Linked DNA regions of Mus musculus: regions 1, 2, 3 and 4 are each linked to region 5. Evidence: chromatin contacts called from public promoter capture Hi-C data. All regions are on one chromosome and are shown on one strand. The core of a region is the stretch at or near the end of the contact, and the rest is flanking DNA. Distances in the headings are between cores, read along the strand shown. Region 1 holds the start of Plaat3 (phospholipase A and acyltransferase 3). Region 2 holds the start of Plaat5 (phospholipase A and acyltransferase 5). Region 3 holds the start of Osbp (oxysterol binding protein). Region 4 holds the start of Patl1 (protein associated with topoisomerase II homolog 1 (yeast)). Region 5 holds the start of Incenp (inner centromere protein).

Region 1 (2,814 bases), core at 164-2,663, 2.3 Mb after region 5:
GAAAGTGCAGCCTGGAGTGACTCTGCTGCTATGAGAACTGTTAGGTTTTAAGTGTTGTTTTCACTTGGGAACCGAATAAACTTGAACTTGATTATAATCCCACACCAGTACTCAGCTGGAGCACAATCCCAAGAGGGTTGTCTGCAAAAACCTGAACCAAATCAACAGTCTTGTTAAAATGAAGAAGACATTTGCCCTGTTCCAATCTCAAGACATCATGGGTTAACAAAGATGCCGGGGGCTGGGATGTGGCTCAGTCGGTAGAGTGCTTGCCTACCATGCAGGAGGGCTTCACAAAACTGGGTATGGGGCCTCACACCTATAATTCCAGCACTCAAGAGGTGGGGGCAGAGAAACCAGAAGGAAGAAACTGTCCTCGCTAAATAGGAAGTTTGAGGCCAGTCTGGGCTACCTGAAGCCTTGTCTCAAAAACAAAAGCAAAACAAAAATCAGAAAGAAAAGAGAAGGGGGGATGGAGGGAAGAAATGAAGGAAAAGCCAGAGCTGAGTGTTTGCTGGCAGCAGGGATGGCCATGGGTCAGCTGACAAGACAAAAATAAGCAGAATCAACTTCAGACATTCGACCCAGGAACCTGCCCAGGGTCCGGGTTTGGTAAGAAGACCCAGCCCCCAACTTCCCCCCCTCTACTGCTTTCTATTGAGCATGTTTCAAGCAGGGTGGCAGCCAACTGCTGAGGCTCAACAGGTGGCAGCTGACCCACAGCTCATACCTGATCCCCCAAGGGTTCAAATGTAGCTTCCTCACTACAAAGCTCCTCTCTTCAAAACAGCGAGTCAGACCCGGAGAAAACAAGAGTCACCATTAAAACACTACACCCATCCCTGGCCCACCCTTGGCTTCTCACGCTGTACTTACTATGGGTGCTAGCATTTTCCAGGATGTGTGAGCTTCAATTTCAGCTTAGCAGCAGCGTGGATGCCTAAGACACAGAGGGGAGCAAAGCTCATTAAGTCTCTAGCAAGTCTCCAGGAGCAGGGTAGCTTTTAGCAGAGCCCTCCAGAAACTTCCACCAAACTTCTCCAACTTTCTCGCTCTCCTCCGCTCTGACCTGAGCTTGCCCTTGAATAGACAAATCCCTCTCTGTAGGGCAGAAGCGGCTCACGGGATCCTTGGTCACCAGCAGGGTTCCTGGCCAGGCAGGCATTCGTGCGCCCCTGGCTCCTTTTCTCCGCGTACGGCGGATGGCAGACAGGTGGCAGCTCTCGCCTGGCTTGTTTACGCAGCCGAAACACTCTCCGCCTCCCAGACAGCCCTCGGGGACCCGCAGAGGCACCCGGGCTTCTCACCTTTGCTTGGGTCCCAGAAAAAAACTCTCCAACCTCCTCGCGCCCCAAGTAGGCAAGTGGAGGCCAGCGCAATGGGGACTGGTTTAATGGCCGCAGAGTCCAGGCTGAGCCAGATCACCCCGCCCCTCCTCCTGTAACTGGCTAATGAGAGCGTCGCCAAGGGCATGCCACTACTCAGTAGTCACTTAGATGCCTCCCTCCCGCTGCGTTCCCGCCTCTCTGCTCCTCTGCCCCAGATTCCCCAGCCCTTGACAGCCTATACACACTCCTCATGGAAGAACATGTTATGTCGAATTACATTTAATCTTTGTACATGAATCATACCAAAAGGCTATTTTTTAAGAGTAATACATGCCTGAAATCCTAGCATTTGACAAGCTGAAGCAGGAGGATTGCCATAAGTTTAAAGTTAGCCTGAGCTACTGTTTGAGATCTTCTCTCCAAAATAATAATAATAAATAATGATGATGATGATGATAATAATAGCCAGATGTAGTTGTTTATGCCTTTGTTTCCTGCACTCAGGAGGCAGAGGCAGGCCCATCTCTGTGAGGCTAGCTCCACATAGTGAGTTCCAAGGGTGCCAGAGCTATGCAAAGAGACCTTGCCTCAAAAATCCAAAATATAATAATAAAAATAAAAATAATGACAACAACAGTAATGTGGGGTTGAGGAGCTGGCTCAGGGGTTGAGAGCACTTGCTGCTCTTGCAAAGGGCCCCGGATGGTTCCCAGGATCCACATGGTGGCTCACAACCATGATTAACTCAGTTCCAGGGGATCCAATACCTTCTTTTGACATTGTTACTCATGAGGTACAGACCTGGTACATGTGCACACATACTGACAAAACACACATAGAGAAGACAGCTTGCACAGGGGTTTCAGCCAATAGAAAGTCTTTATTAGCCTGGCTGTCAACTACAGTGGGTGTTCAGTGTAGCACTTAGCTTTTCTCAGAGTGAGCTTTTAAACACAAAAACCATGTTCTGGGTTGGCATTCTTCAGTTAACAAGAACAGTTAGCCAAAAGCAGGCTCACAGAAGCCAAAAATAAGATTAGTACACCTGGCCTCTGTTTTAGCTTTGGCAGGTGGTGCTGTCTGCCTGAATGATACTTCCATCATGGAGTCAGTTGTGCTAAAGTCTTGGGGCCCACTAAGTCTGAAGCTCTGTTACACTCATAAAATAAATCTCAAAACATTTTTGTAATTGAAGGAGTTAAAAAAATACACTCCCTGGCATTTTGATTGAGGAACATGAAATATGTAATTTCTTTTGATTTCCTTTTCAATATTCAGAGATTACTTTATTCGTGTTTGAAATCAAATCCATGAACATAAAAGGTTAGATGTTTAAAACAGTATATTACCATTGCACAAATGAAAAAAGAAAAAGAAGCATTCTGGACAAACATGGCTACTGTTCATTTCTGTACAGTGTTCTTTTCTCTTTCTTAAAAGCAGAAGATGAGGCTCTGCATGGTGGCACATGCCTTTAAACCCAGCA
Region 2 (2,700 bases), core at 154-2,653, 2.3 Mb after region 5:
TATGAACTTATTCTCAAATAAATTCTATTATTCATTCTCCCTTCCCCCTCTGGTCAGAGCTTTCTGATTATTTTCTAATTTGCACATTATTCTTTTCAAATCTCTATCAGTGAGTGATACACACTGATCTTAAAAGGAGAGAAGACGGTACATAATAGAGTATAATAAAATGCAAAACGCCTCAAACCTCCTCTCCTTGCCCCAACCTAATGCCCAGGCACAAACCTCCTAAATTTTTCACTGGTTTGTACTCCTACAAACTCACTCAACTTTGATGAGTCTGGAGAGTGGTCTTGTGGGTAAAAACTTCCACAAGATACGCCAACAGTCATCAGGTCTGCAGCCTAGTTCAATCTTACCCAGCAGGCGCTACTCACTAGTTTGTCCTTGGCAGAAACCATCTGGAGGAGGCAGGTTAGGGGGTGGGTATGGTGTTCTGCAGAACTAGCATCTAAATAAGATCTTCAAAAATGCTTCTGGTACCCAAAGCCCCAGTCCTCATAGTAAGACTCTTACCCCTGCTGAAAGCTTCGGGCCTGTTCTAATCGGCGGTCTTGCTTGAGTTGCTTCGGCAAGAACTGGACCAACAGCGCTTGAGAACTCGCTGAGTCTAGTTCAGGAGGGAAGGGGTGTGATTTAATACACAGCTGCCTTCTATGGGGGAAGGAGGGAGCCCCATGAAAGACCAACTCGAGTCAAAAGTGGGCTGCATGTTCTGATTTAGAATGGTGTCTAAAGCCAGGTGTGGTGGTGAATGCCTCTAATCCCACCACTCTGAAGGCAGAGAGGCAGACGCATTTCTGTGAGTTCCAGGCCAACCTGATCTACATAGTAAGAGTTTGCGGCCAGCCAGGGCTACATAGCAAAACCCTGTCTCAAAAAAAAATTATATCTGTGTGTGTGTGTGTGTGTGTGTGTGTGTGTGTGTGTGTGTGTATAAAATAAGAATTAGAACTGTGTCGGTTCCTGCTTTGCCCTCCATAAAATTTGTATGGGGGCTGTCTAGACGCAAGCAACTGCCAAACCATTTCTGGCAGGGGCCAACCGCTGGGAATTACCCTCAAAGATCTCGAGGGAGAGACCCTACTCCTGGGACTCCTGGGGCAGACCTGAGTGGGGTACAGTTGACTGTCCAGTTGCAGATTGGGTGTCACTTGACTCTGTACTTGAGGTCTTCGAGATCTGCGTGGGGCGTGGCCATGGGACCCTGGAAAGGCGGATCCCGAACTCCCCGCTGGCTGCTGGGCTCAGGCCCATCCCGCTGGGGCCAGCAGGGACAACGCGCCTGCAGGGAGGTGCGGACCAGGGTCCGCCTAGCCCCGGGATCATGGGCACTGGGGCCAGCGGGGCTGGAACGGAGGTGAGAGAGGTGGGGCGTCGCCTCCAGGGAGCGCGTGTCAAACGGCGGCGAGAGCGCGTGGGGCGGGACGCGCGGAATGAGGGCGCGCGCGGGAGCGGGTGGGGTGTGGGCCGCTGCAACTGTGCAGTAAGCGTATGCGTAGACACTGGCGCGGAGGAAGGCGCCCCAGCAACTCAACGGAAAGGCAGGCGCTCCACGCAGGAGTTAGGTCATTCATGAGTCACGCAAAGACGCGGTCCCAAAGTCCCAGAGGCAGCACCTGAGGCCGCTGGAGAAGTCGAGAGTTACTGACTAACCAAACACACCGAGGGCTTTGAGACCGGATTATAAAGGCTGGGAATTTCAATTTCTCTACACAGTGACATCCAGGCAAGCCTCCGCTAGCATGAGACACAAAAGCGAAACACGGGAGCTGGAGTGATGGCTAGGGTTCAGAGCATCTGTTGCTCTTGCAGAGAACTCAGACTAGGCTTCCAGCGCTCACCTGGCGACTCACAAAGGTCTATAAACCCAGTTCCAGAGAATCTGACGCCCTCTTCTGGCCTCCACTAGCTCTAGGCGTGCACATGGTATACAGACATATGTGGACAACACATATGCACATTAAATAAATCTTTTTGAAATGAAAGCCAAATAAATATACAATGTTTACACAAAGATGGGAACACACCCAGTACACAAGCCCCACCTACGTCCCCTGCTTTCCATCCATCTTCTCCCTCCTCCCTGAGTCTAATGTGTCCTTTGTCTCCACAGTCTAATGTGTCCTTTGTCTTTTCCTTAGTTTTTTACTATGGGACCTCGCTCTGCTGGGCAGGCAGGCCTTGAACTCCTGAGCTCAAGGGATCCCCATTTTCAGTCTCAGGACTGCGTACATACAGTGACTCTATCCACGCAAACTTGCACTCTACAAAGTCATGTACTTTCCATTTATGTGTTTGATGTGCTTTGGTCAACTTCACTATTCAAGTCTCCTTCCCTCAAAATCATCTCACCTCAATTTCTCTCCACATCCTTCACAGCCCCCCTCAGACATTCCTGGCCTTACAATTATTATTCCCAAAGTCCACGCATGACAGCATGCATGCTACTTGTCTTTCTGAGTCTGGCATAGTTTGATAAACATGATCCCCCTTTCCTTCCATGTTCCTACAAACAATGAAAAGTCCTTCTTTGCGGTTGAATAAAATACTTTCTCTAGCCATTGATATCCTCTTACCTTTTAACTATTTTTCCAAACCCCCTTTTGCAAACCTAATACCTTGGGGTTTTTTCATGATTGAAGCTTCATTTTTTTTTTAAAGATTTATTTATTTATTATATGTAAGTGCACTGTAGCT
Region 3 (2,700 bases), core at 76-2,575, 2.1 Mb before region 5:
CCTGTCCTCCAATCACCTCTCAACACCTCTGTCTAGTAATATAAGCCCCGAAGTGTGACATGTTATGACCATGCTATGAGTCACAGTAAGTATACATTAACCATACCAAAATAAGCACTGTGAAACCTTAACAATCATTTCAAAAACATGTGTTCTTCCTTTAATAAAACTTAATCTTAAATAAAACTAAAAGGTGCACGGTGACTGCTGGATAAGACAGTCATTCCCATGGGAAGAGGTGGGGCAGGCAAAAGTAAAAGCTATGGTAGAGTACACATCTCTATTGTGGACTGTCTAGACCGAGAAAGTACGCGCATGCTTGAAGAGGTAAGACATATGGTGGACAGAATCCCAAAGTCTCCCTGTGTGTGGTATTCTGATGTCGGAATGTGTATTCTGAGTAGACATGGGCAGGTATATCAAGGGTGTATCAGAAACATTAAATTTTAGAGACTAGAGCACAAAAAGTTAGGAGTTGTAACTTCCACTGTAAGTTCCTGAGGGACAGTGCCCGGGCTCGCGCTGTCTGTGCCCCTCCAGCTTCACAACAGTGCCTTACTTGCAGAATTAGCGATTGCACCCACGTGGTAGCGGAAATACAATGGCAGAGCAGATGCTCTCCAAACAATTGCTGACAGGAAAGACCCAGGGATGGAGGCAGATGAGGCACTAGGGGCGGGTGACAGCGGAGACAAGAGCAGTGTGTCAAATCTGCAGGTTCTGACTTCTGCAAGCTGTCAACCTGTGCAGGTGACAGACAGCGACCCAGGGCGACCTTGGCAGTGAAGCCAGCCGGCGGAGAGTGACAGCGCGGGTCTGTGGGCTGCACAGGGGGGGAGGCCAGGTGAGCGTGGCGCCCCGGAAGCAGTTACCTGTAGTAGCTTAGGAGCCCGTTGCTCAGCACGAACCATCGCCGCTGGTAGCCTTTGATGTAATTGGTCCATTTGAAGAGCCAGCCCTCTCTAGCCGAGCCCGAGCCCCCGGCGCCCGAACCGCCCGAGCCCGCGGCTGGCGGTGCAGAGCCCGGGCCGCCTGCCGCCACTCCTCCGGCCCCGGGGCCCGGGCCGCCCGCCGTCGCCGCCGTCGCGGCCGCCACCCCGGGGCCGGGCCCCGCGTCCCCGCGTCCGCCGCCGCCTCCCACCGCGGGTGGACCCGCGCCGCCGCCGCCCGGAGCCGCGATGGCTGCCGGGCCCGGCCCCACCACTCCTCTCAGCTCGGTCGCCGCCATGAGCCGCCGCCGCCCGGAGAGACACGACCGGAACCGCCTACGAGCTCCGCCGCCGCCGCCCGGAGCGCCCAACACGGCTAGCGCTTCAGCCGCCGCCGCGCAGCGTCCCCGCCCCGCCAGCCCCGCCGCGGGAAGGAGGGCTCGACTGCCGGGAAGGAGGGCGGCGATTGGTGCCGCCAAGTGTCACTTGCGGAAGACCCCGCGGACATTGGCATTTCTCTCGGGCCTGTCATGCTACTCCGCCCAGTGAGAAGCTCAAGGCGCGACGCGTCCTCCAGGCCTGCTTTCGATTGGCTAACAGGAAAGCCAATCAGGCAGGGCTACAAAATCATTGGTGGCTTTCCGAAGTCCGAGGACGGGAGAATGCAGAGCTCACGGCCGGTTTGGCCTCCGAATGGCTAGTACTTCCGTCAGTCATTACAGTTTATGCTTCTGTCATTGCCACGTCACCCCCGCCCATCGCGCTGCCCTTCATCCTCTTCCGCCCTTACGGATTGGTGGTTGATATCAGCTGCTCAAACCTTTCTACCAATTACTGAATGCATTGAAGTAAATGGGGCAGAGTCCAGCCTTCACATACTCATTCTTATTTTTTATTGGCTGACACCTATGTCTTTCACCTGTCGGTGGAGAGGCAGGGCTATGATTGGAGATGATTGGTTCTGGACATTGTCAGTGAAAGCTGCAGTTGGCCGAGATAGCAAATAAATTCATGGATGCACAAGTGGGCAGGCACGTTTGCAGCTTTAAGGAAGTGATGGGTCTCTATAAATGCTCTTGATGTGGGTGTGCTGTGGAATTCCCTCCTTCTCAATTGAGACTTGCAGATGGCCTTAATAAAGAGAGATGGATGGTTCCTGGGTCTCCTAGGGATTCCGTTTTCATATCCTGCTTCCGGAAGAACCCAGAGAGAGCTTCCTCGGCCCCCTCCTGGACTCACGACTCCTCCAATCCTCACCCCATTCCCTTTCCTGGTCTACCCTCTGTCTCTTCACTCTAGATTCTAATACACTTCTATTAATTCTGACCATCTAGTTGCCGACCTTATTTACGGGGAGAATAGATTGGCAAAGACCTACTACCTACCTTTATATCTCTTTTCCAAATCTAAAGGCCCTTGTTAGGTTTAGTGTGGTAAAAACACAATTAATTCTCTTGTTTATTGCTAGGGTTTTGTTTTGAACTGGGTGTTGAATGATTAGATTTGATCAGCTTAATTACAGCTGTGTTAGAGGTCACAAATTTCAGTAACTAGTCCAGCATTGAGCTGTTGTGAACTATTATTACAAAAATAGCCAAAACCTGCATTTTGGGGAATCTAACACCTATTACAGTGTAGCAGTTTTTGACCTGGCAGTAGGAATAGGGTTTAACTTTTATTTATTCATTTCTTCTGATTTGTGTGTGTGTGTGTGTGTGTGTGTGTGTGTACACCTAAGTGCAGGTACTTGTGGATGCCAGCAGAGGGCATA
Region 4 (2,700 bases), core at 78-2,577, 2.0 Mb before region 5:
ATGCTCTAATTTATTTTGTTTTAGTTACTATTTCTCTAGGTACAGTCTGGCTTAGAACTCCTGATTCTCTTGCCGCAGTCTCCAGGGAGTAAAAATCACTAGACAAGCTTGGTATATCCTAATTTCAATCACTTATCCCAATACAGATTTATTCAGTTTACTAAGTTTTCTTTGCTTCTGGCAACTTCTATTCACAGTATCTCATCATCTCTCCTCATGTTTACAAAAAGTGAGTTGAGTCACAAGTGTAAGCTCAAGCTTTCTACTGTTTCCAATGTTTAAAGATTCCAAATTGGAATTCCACACTCTAGGGGAACAGCTTGTGATATAACTTACCTGGGAACTTTTAGGGGCCGTTTCTACCCAATCTTCCTCCCCCTAAAGAGCCAGCCCTGCAACTGCCTCCACACCAGAAGCAACTTCTAGCAACTCTCTATGAAATGGCAATCATCTACTGGACCAAATCAGGATGACTCGGTAAGGATTTCCCTAGCTCAGTCCTTAAACTACAAATCCGGAGTCTGTTTGGCCCCAAGAGTAGGAGTTGCTCAAGGTCACACAGCAGTAAGAGACGGTCAGCAAACAGCTCCGTTCTCCAAACAACGTCGCCAAACCCACACTTTTTCTCCCTTCTCCTAGAAGGAACTTCTGCGGGACACGCCCCCCTCCCCACTCCCAGCCTTCTTTCCAAGCCGACTGAAGTCTCAGCCCGAGGACCAGTCCCTGCCCCTCCACCTGACGGCAGCCCGCGTGCACAGGGCTGTGTGTAATCCGGGTGAAGGGGTTCCGGGGGCAGGGCGGGAAACGCTTCCGTGGGCATTCCCCGGGGATTCTGCCTCAGGAAAAACCACCGGGTAGGAGCCATGCAGGTCTCCAAGGCAGCTCCGCGAGCAGAGGCGCAAGCCAAGGGTCAGGTTACCGCACTTAACGGGCTCTCCCCGCCGCAAACCAGCGGCCGGCTCTCGCCAGTCCCGCCCCTCCGCGGTGCGCTGCGGGCCGCACCCGAGCCTCGCGGCCGAAGCGGGGTTCCCAGCCGCCCGCGCCCTGCCCCCTCCTCAGCCGCACAAGACCCGCGCGACGGGCGAGCAGAGGAAAAAAAAAGGGGCGCGCGGGCGAGGGAGGGGTCACTTCCGGTCGCAGCCACTCACCTCGTAGCGGAACATTCTTGGGGAGGGGGGAAGGGAGCGGGGAGGGGAGTGGGGGGAGGGAGGGAAAAGAAGCGCCGACTCCCCGGGCTGCTCCGCGCGCGCGGGTCTCCCACCGGCTCGCGACCCCTGGCCGCCGCCGTACGCCGGAGCGTGCGTGGGGACGTGCGCAGGCGCGCCTCGGGCTGGGCGGGCGCCCCGGCGGCGGCAGCTGCGCGGGGACAGATTTGGCGTTTGGCTTCCTAGTGTGAGCGGCGGGAAAGAGATCCCTAGGCGAGACACTGCGCACGCGCGGGCCGTCGGAGAGGGATGACCCAGAGAGCCCCGGCTTGCGGCTCCTCCTCCGTTTTCCTAACTGCACAGTTGCGCAGTGCTTTTGAGTCACGAGGTTCCCGTCACTGATTGGGCGGAGAAAAGCCTTGTGAATGTCACAGGATGCGACCCCCGAAGCGTCTCAGCAGAGAACATCGGGGATTTATTCTTGGGTGATTTCATTTAACGTCCAGTGTCCTCCTCGGGGTGCCTTGACTTGGTCTGTGAGGGGGGACTAGTATGGCAAGTCAGTATTCTTGGAAAGGGACAGGTCGCTGGCTGAATCAGTCGGGAGGCCAAGGCTGTGATTGATAGAGGCCAAAGTGTTGACAGCGTTTGGTTTTAGGAAAAAGACGAAGGCACATTTAACAAGGATTATCTAAGGTGATATTTTTAGATGCCAGGCCCTTCACCCCGTTGGAAAGCGGGAGAGCCCTAACGGGCCGCGCAGCCTTGGGGCTGGGGTCACCGCAGCAAGGTCGGTGAGCTTGGGCGCTGTGGACAGCCATTTCCGCTGAGGATGAAGCCCAGCGGAGTTTGTTCAGCTTCCGCCTCAGCACCCTGGTTCTAGAAGTCTGCTGCTTTGGTGCTTTATTGCCTGTAGCGAGACCGTTTGAGAGGGTGTCTTATTTTTTATTTTATTTTTGAGCCAGGGTTTCTCTGTGTAGCCTTGGCTGTCTTGTTATTCACTCTGTAGACTAGGCTGTCCTCGCAGAGATCCGCCTGCCTCTGCCTCACGAGTGTCACTCAGGCGGTTGTCTCACCTGGGAATGAATGGTGAACTTTAATTCCTTAACACGTTACTGTTAGCGTGACTGGATTAATCAACTAGTTTACTATAAGCATTGGATTTGAAAATAGAAGTTCTGGATTGGGAAACGTGTTTTTTCACTGCTGCGTGAAACTGGGCATGTCTTTCTAAACATCTGACCCTTCAGGTTTTCTTTCGTAAAATGGGTAAAATTATATCTACCTCACTAAGTAGTAATCGAATAGTTACATTCTCTGCTCTCTAGATAAGGAACCTGGAGGTTAGAGAGAAGTAGATAGCCTTAAGCTGCCCACCGGAAACTGTTGCAAAGTTGGCAGCTAAGATATCTGAATCCCCAAATCTGATCACTTAAGAGCAAATAGAATTGACTCTTGAAGAGAAGGCAAGGTAAGCTAATAAGTAATTTTCAAGAGTTATGAAACAAACTTTCATTTGTGAGGTAACAGGTTTTCACAATTACCCAAGTACTGA
Region 5 (2,922 bases), core at 373-2,872:
ATAAAAAGCAACATTTAATTGGGGCTGGCTTACAGGTTCAGTGGTTCAGTCCATTATCATCAAGGTGAGAGCACAGCAGCATCCAGGCAGGCATGGCACAGGCAGAGCTGAGCCTTCTATGTCTTCATCCAAAGGCTGCTAGTGGAAGATTGACTTCCAGGCACCAAGGGTGAGAGTGTTAAGTCCACACCCACAGTGACACACCTACTCCAACTAGGTCACACCTCCAAATGGCGCCACTCCCTAGACCAAGAATATACAAACCATTACAGGTGGGATCAACAAAACCCTACAATGGTGTCTGCCTGCAAGGTATGTTGGGGCAATAGTGGCACAAACCTGTGGCAGTAACCAACCAATATCTGATTTGACCTAAGGCCCACTCCACAAGATCGAATCCTGCTTGGGTGAACAACAATCTGAGACAAGATAGCTCAGGGACCTAGGGTTAAACTAAATACTACTGTTCTACTAAAGGAACATAGCAATAAAATGACTCCTAGTGATTGACATTCTGCTACACTCAGATCATTGCCTTGCTCAGCCATCATCAGAGAAGCTTCCTCCTGAAGCAGATAGGAACAAATACAGAGACTCACAGCCAGACAGAGTTTGCACAGCTCTGCATCAGGTTCTTGCATATATGTTATGGCTTCCAGTGCTTTTATGGAATTCCCGAGTGTTCGAACAAGTGGGTCTCTGGTCTTTGTGCCTTCTCTTGGGGCTTTTTTTCTTTGTTTCATCCAATTCAGATATGATAGGTTTTGTATTATCTTATGTTTTACATCTTAGTTTATTATTATCCCTTAGAAGTCTGTTTTGAAAGGGAGTGGATACAGATGGAAGGGGAGGTTAGAACTGGGAGGAGCAGAGGGAGGGGAACTGTATCAGGATATAGTATGTGAGTAAAGAAATCTATTTTCAATAAAAGGAAAAACAATTTAAAAATAAATAAAACCCCTCTGTTTAATCTGTCCAGGGACATTTGTAGTTTCGCCCACCTCTTGGCTACTGAGAATGATTCTATAAAGAAGGTGGAGGTGTTTTATTTTACAGGTGGTGGTGACACACCTTCAACTCAAGACTTTACCTTTATATGTGGCCAGAAAAATTCTCCGTTGTATGTGGCGTCCAATCTGGAGGGTACTTAGCAAACACTTCCGGGTGACAATCGGAGGTCTAAGGAAACATTCTGTAACTATATGCCTGACTGCTCTTGGAGGGAAGGCTCTGTGAGATTTGCAATGTGTTTCTTTTTACTACTGCAAAGTAGCAGAGCTGTCATTCCGAACGCAGAAGCATTCCGGACTTGAAACGAACCAAGCGGCTGGCTCGAAGATAAATAGGCATCCTCCCCAACCAAGCCTGCCTTCGCAGTGCACGCAGGGACTTGTAATTCGTCGCAACCACTTCCTCGCCGGGTAGATTGCCGCAGCTTCCGGAAGTTGGGGCGTGTTAAAAGCGTCAACGTTCTTCTCCCCGCCTCCTAGTCCCACAGATTGACAGCACTAACAGCCAGCAGATAAGCGGACTCGTGCGTCCTGTTACGTGATTGGTTTGGAGTTTTGTAACCGCCCAGACAAACTTAAGGGGAATTGGTTGAGCCACAATTTTGAAAATCGTAGATTCGCCCGCGCTCTTCGCCCGGTAGGTCCTCGCCTGCGGCGAGCTCGCGGTACTGGGAGTCCAGCCGGTCCGGCGTGGCGGGAAGCTTAATCTGCGGAAGCCGCGGACTGGAAAAGGAGTGGTCCGGGAAGACGCGGCGCCGCCGGGTGAGTGAGAACGGGCGTCGGGAGTCGCAGGGTCGCGGTGTTCGGCCACTGGTCCCGGCCTCTTCGCTTCCCAGGATGGGCCAGGGGAGTCACTTTCGCCTATGGGTTGCTTATGGGTGTGGGGATCACTTCCAATGGTTCTAGGCTTGGAGATGAACTTCGAGGCCCTGCACTTGAGTCCTGGGATCCGAGAATGGTCAGTCCTCTTCCCCGCACGCCGGGCCTAACACCTGTGCAGAGCCTGGGCTGCTCTGTAAACCCGGACTTGAGTCTTTTTATGGCAACGGCTGCTCAGCTTCGTCCCAGCTGAGCAGCATTTAAAAACTGACCCAGCTCCGGAGACCGCCCTGCTACTTATTTTGTCATCCCCGCAAGCGTAGGCTCTTGTCAGCGGCGCAGTTCCCTCCAGCTTCCTGCTGCCAAGCGTTGGGATTGTGTCATTCTGAGCTTGAAACTATTGTCCTGGAGGCCTGTGGCTAGTGGTTAAAAAACATTTTAAATCCAGGCTCCGCCCTCCGATTTTCTTGGTGACTTTGACCTAGATTTGTATGTGCATGGGTATCTTGGAGTATGTGGCAAAAAGGAATTGAGAGGTTTCTTGGCATGGAGTAGGACTCTTGAGTGGAAGAGCAGTTTTAGCGATCGATCTTCCTGCTTGGAGGGGTGTGTGTGGGGAGAAATGCTTAGTTCATTTCCTGCACCCCCAGAGGAGATGGCAATTGCTAATCTGCTGAATGGCACAGAAATAGTATTTGTGGAGAGGAAGTGACCTTCCTTCTCCCATGGTAGGGTTTGTTTATTTCGTGGACTGAAGGTGAAGTTACCCAGGAGTCTGATTCTTGTTACACCTCCTCCTTTCCTCAGAGTCACCTTTTCTAACTTTTCAGCGAGGGCTTGCTAGAAAGCACATTTCCCCATGGAAGAAGAAGTGTGGTATTGGACTTGGTGAAAGAAGCGCTCACTCCGATTGTAGCATGAGCAGACATTTTGTAAAATTTCCCATTTGTTACTTTCTTATAGCTCCTCTGCAAGTCTTTGGAGTCCTTGTGCAGTTTTCTCTTCTCTTTGCTGGCCTTGAACTGATGAGGCCTTGGACTTGGCTAGGGCTGTTTTCTGGTGCAGGGGGATAGGGAGACTCAGTGGAGAGGCC

Evidence for each region. Promoter capture Hi-C pulls out the DNA fragments that hold promoters and counts their contacts.
Region 1: a promoter capture Hi-C map of hippocampal neurons shows a contact between it and region 5, with 9 times the contacts expected there. A contact is called at or near these places in 3 of 39 promoter capture datasets (cranial neural crest, frontonasal cranial neural crest and hippocampal neurons).
Region 2: a contact with region 5 is called in a promoter capture Hi-C map of hippocampal neurons, with 9 times the contacts expected there. A contact is called at or near these places in 3 of 39 promoter capture datasets (cranial neural crest, hippocampal neurons and pre-B cells).
Region 3: a contact with region 5 is called in a promoter capture Hi-C map of liver, with 7 times the contacts expected there. A contact is called at or near these places in 10 of 39 promoter capture datasets (the 3T3-L1 cell line, the HPC-7 cell line, cranial neural crest and 6 more).
Region 4: a contact with region 5 is called in a promoter capture Hi-C map of liver, with 6 times the contacts expected there. A contact is called at or near these places in 5 of 39 promoter capture datasets (hippocampal neurons, liver, pre-B cells and 1 more) and 1 of 9 other capture datasets (liver).

Annotation. Positions count from the first base shown.
Region 1 is chr19:7,556,058-7,558,871 of GRCm38.p6, reverse strand. It overlaps Plaat3 (phospholipase A and acyltransferase 3), which reads right to left and starts at 1,413. Exons shown (of 5, transcript NM_139269.2): 1 at 1,308-1,413; 2 at 877-940. The coding sequence starts at 891.
Region 2 is chr19:7,611,240-7,613,939 of GRCm38.p6, reverse strand. It overlaps Plaat5 (phospholipase A and acyltransferase 5), which reads right to left and starts at 1,403. Exons shown (of 6, transcript NM_025731.3): 1 at 1,110-1,403; 2 at 517-610. The coding sequence starts at 1,257.
Region 3 is chr19:11,964,469-11,967,168 of GRCm38.p6, reverse strand. Osbp (oxysterol binding protein) reads right to left here and starts at 1,325. Exons shown (of 14, transcript NM_001033174.1): 1 at 873-1,325. The coding sequence starts at 1,228.
Region 4 is chr19:11,911,026-11,913,725 of GRCm38.p6, reverse strand. It overlaps Patl1 (protein associated with topoisomerase II homolog 1 (yeast)), which reads right to left and starts at 1,327. Exons shown (of 19, transcript NM_172635.3): 1 at 1,149-1,327. The coding sequence starts at 1,163. It overlaps Gm31092 (a long non-coding RNA gene), which reads left to right and starts at 1,319. Exons shown (of 2, transcript XR_386559.3): 1 at 1,319-1,630.
Region 5 is chr19:9,898,189-9,901,110 of GRCm38.p6, reverse strand. Incenp (inner centromere protein) reads left to right here and starts at 1,622. Exons shown (of 19, transcript NM_001369356.1): 1 at 1,622-1,772. Gm50340 (predicted gene, 50340) reads right to left here and starts at 1,433. Exons shown (of 3, transcript NR_168101.1): 1 at 1,091-1,433; 2 at 34-243.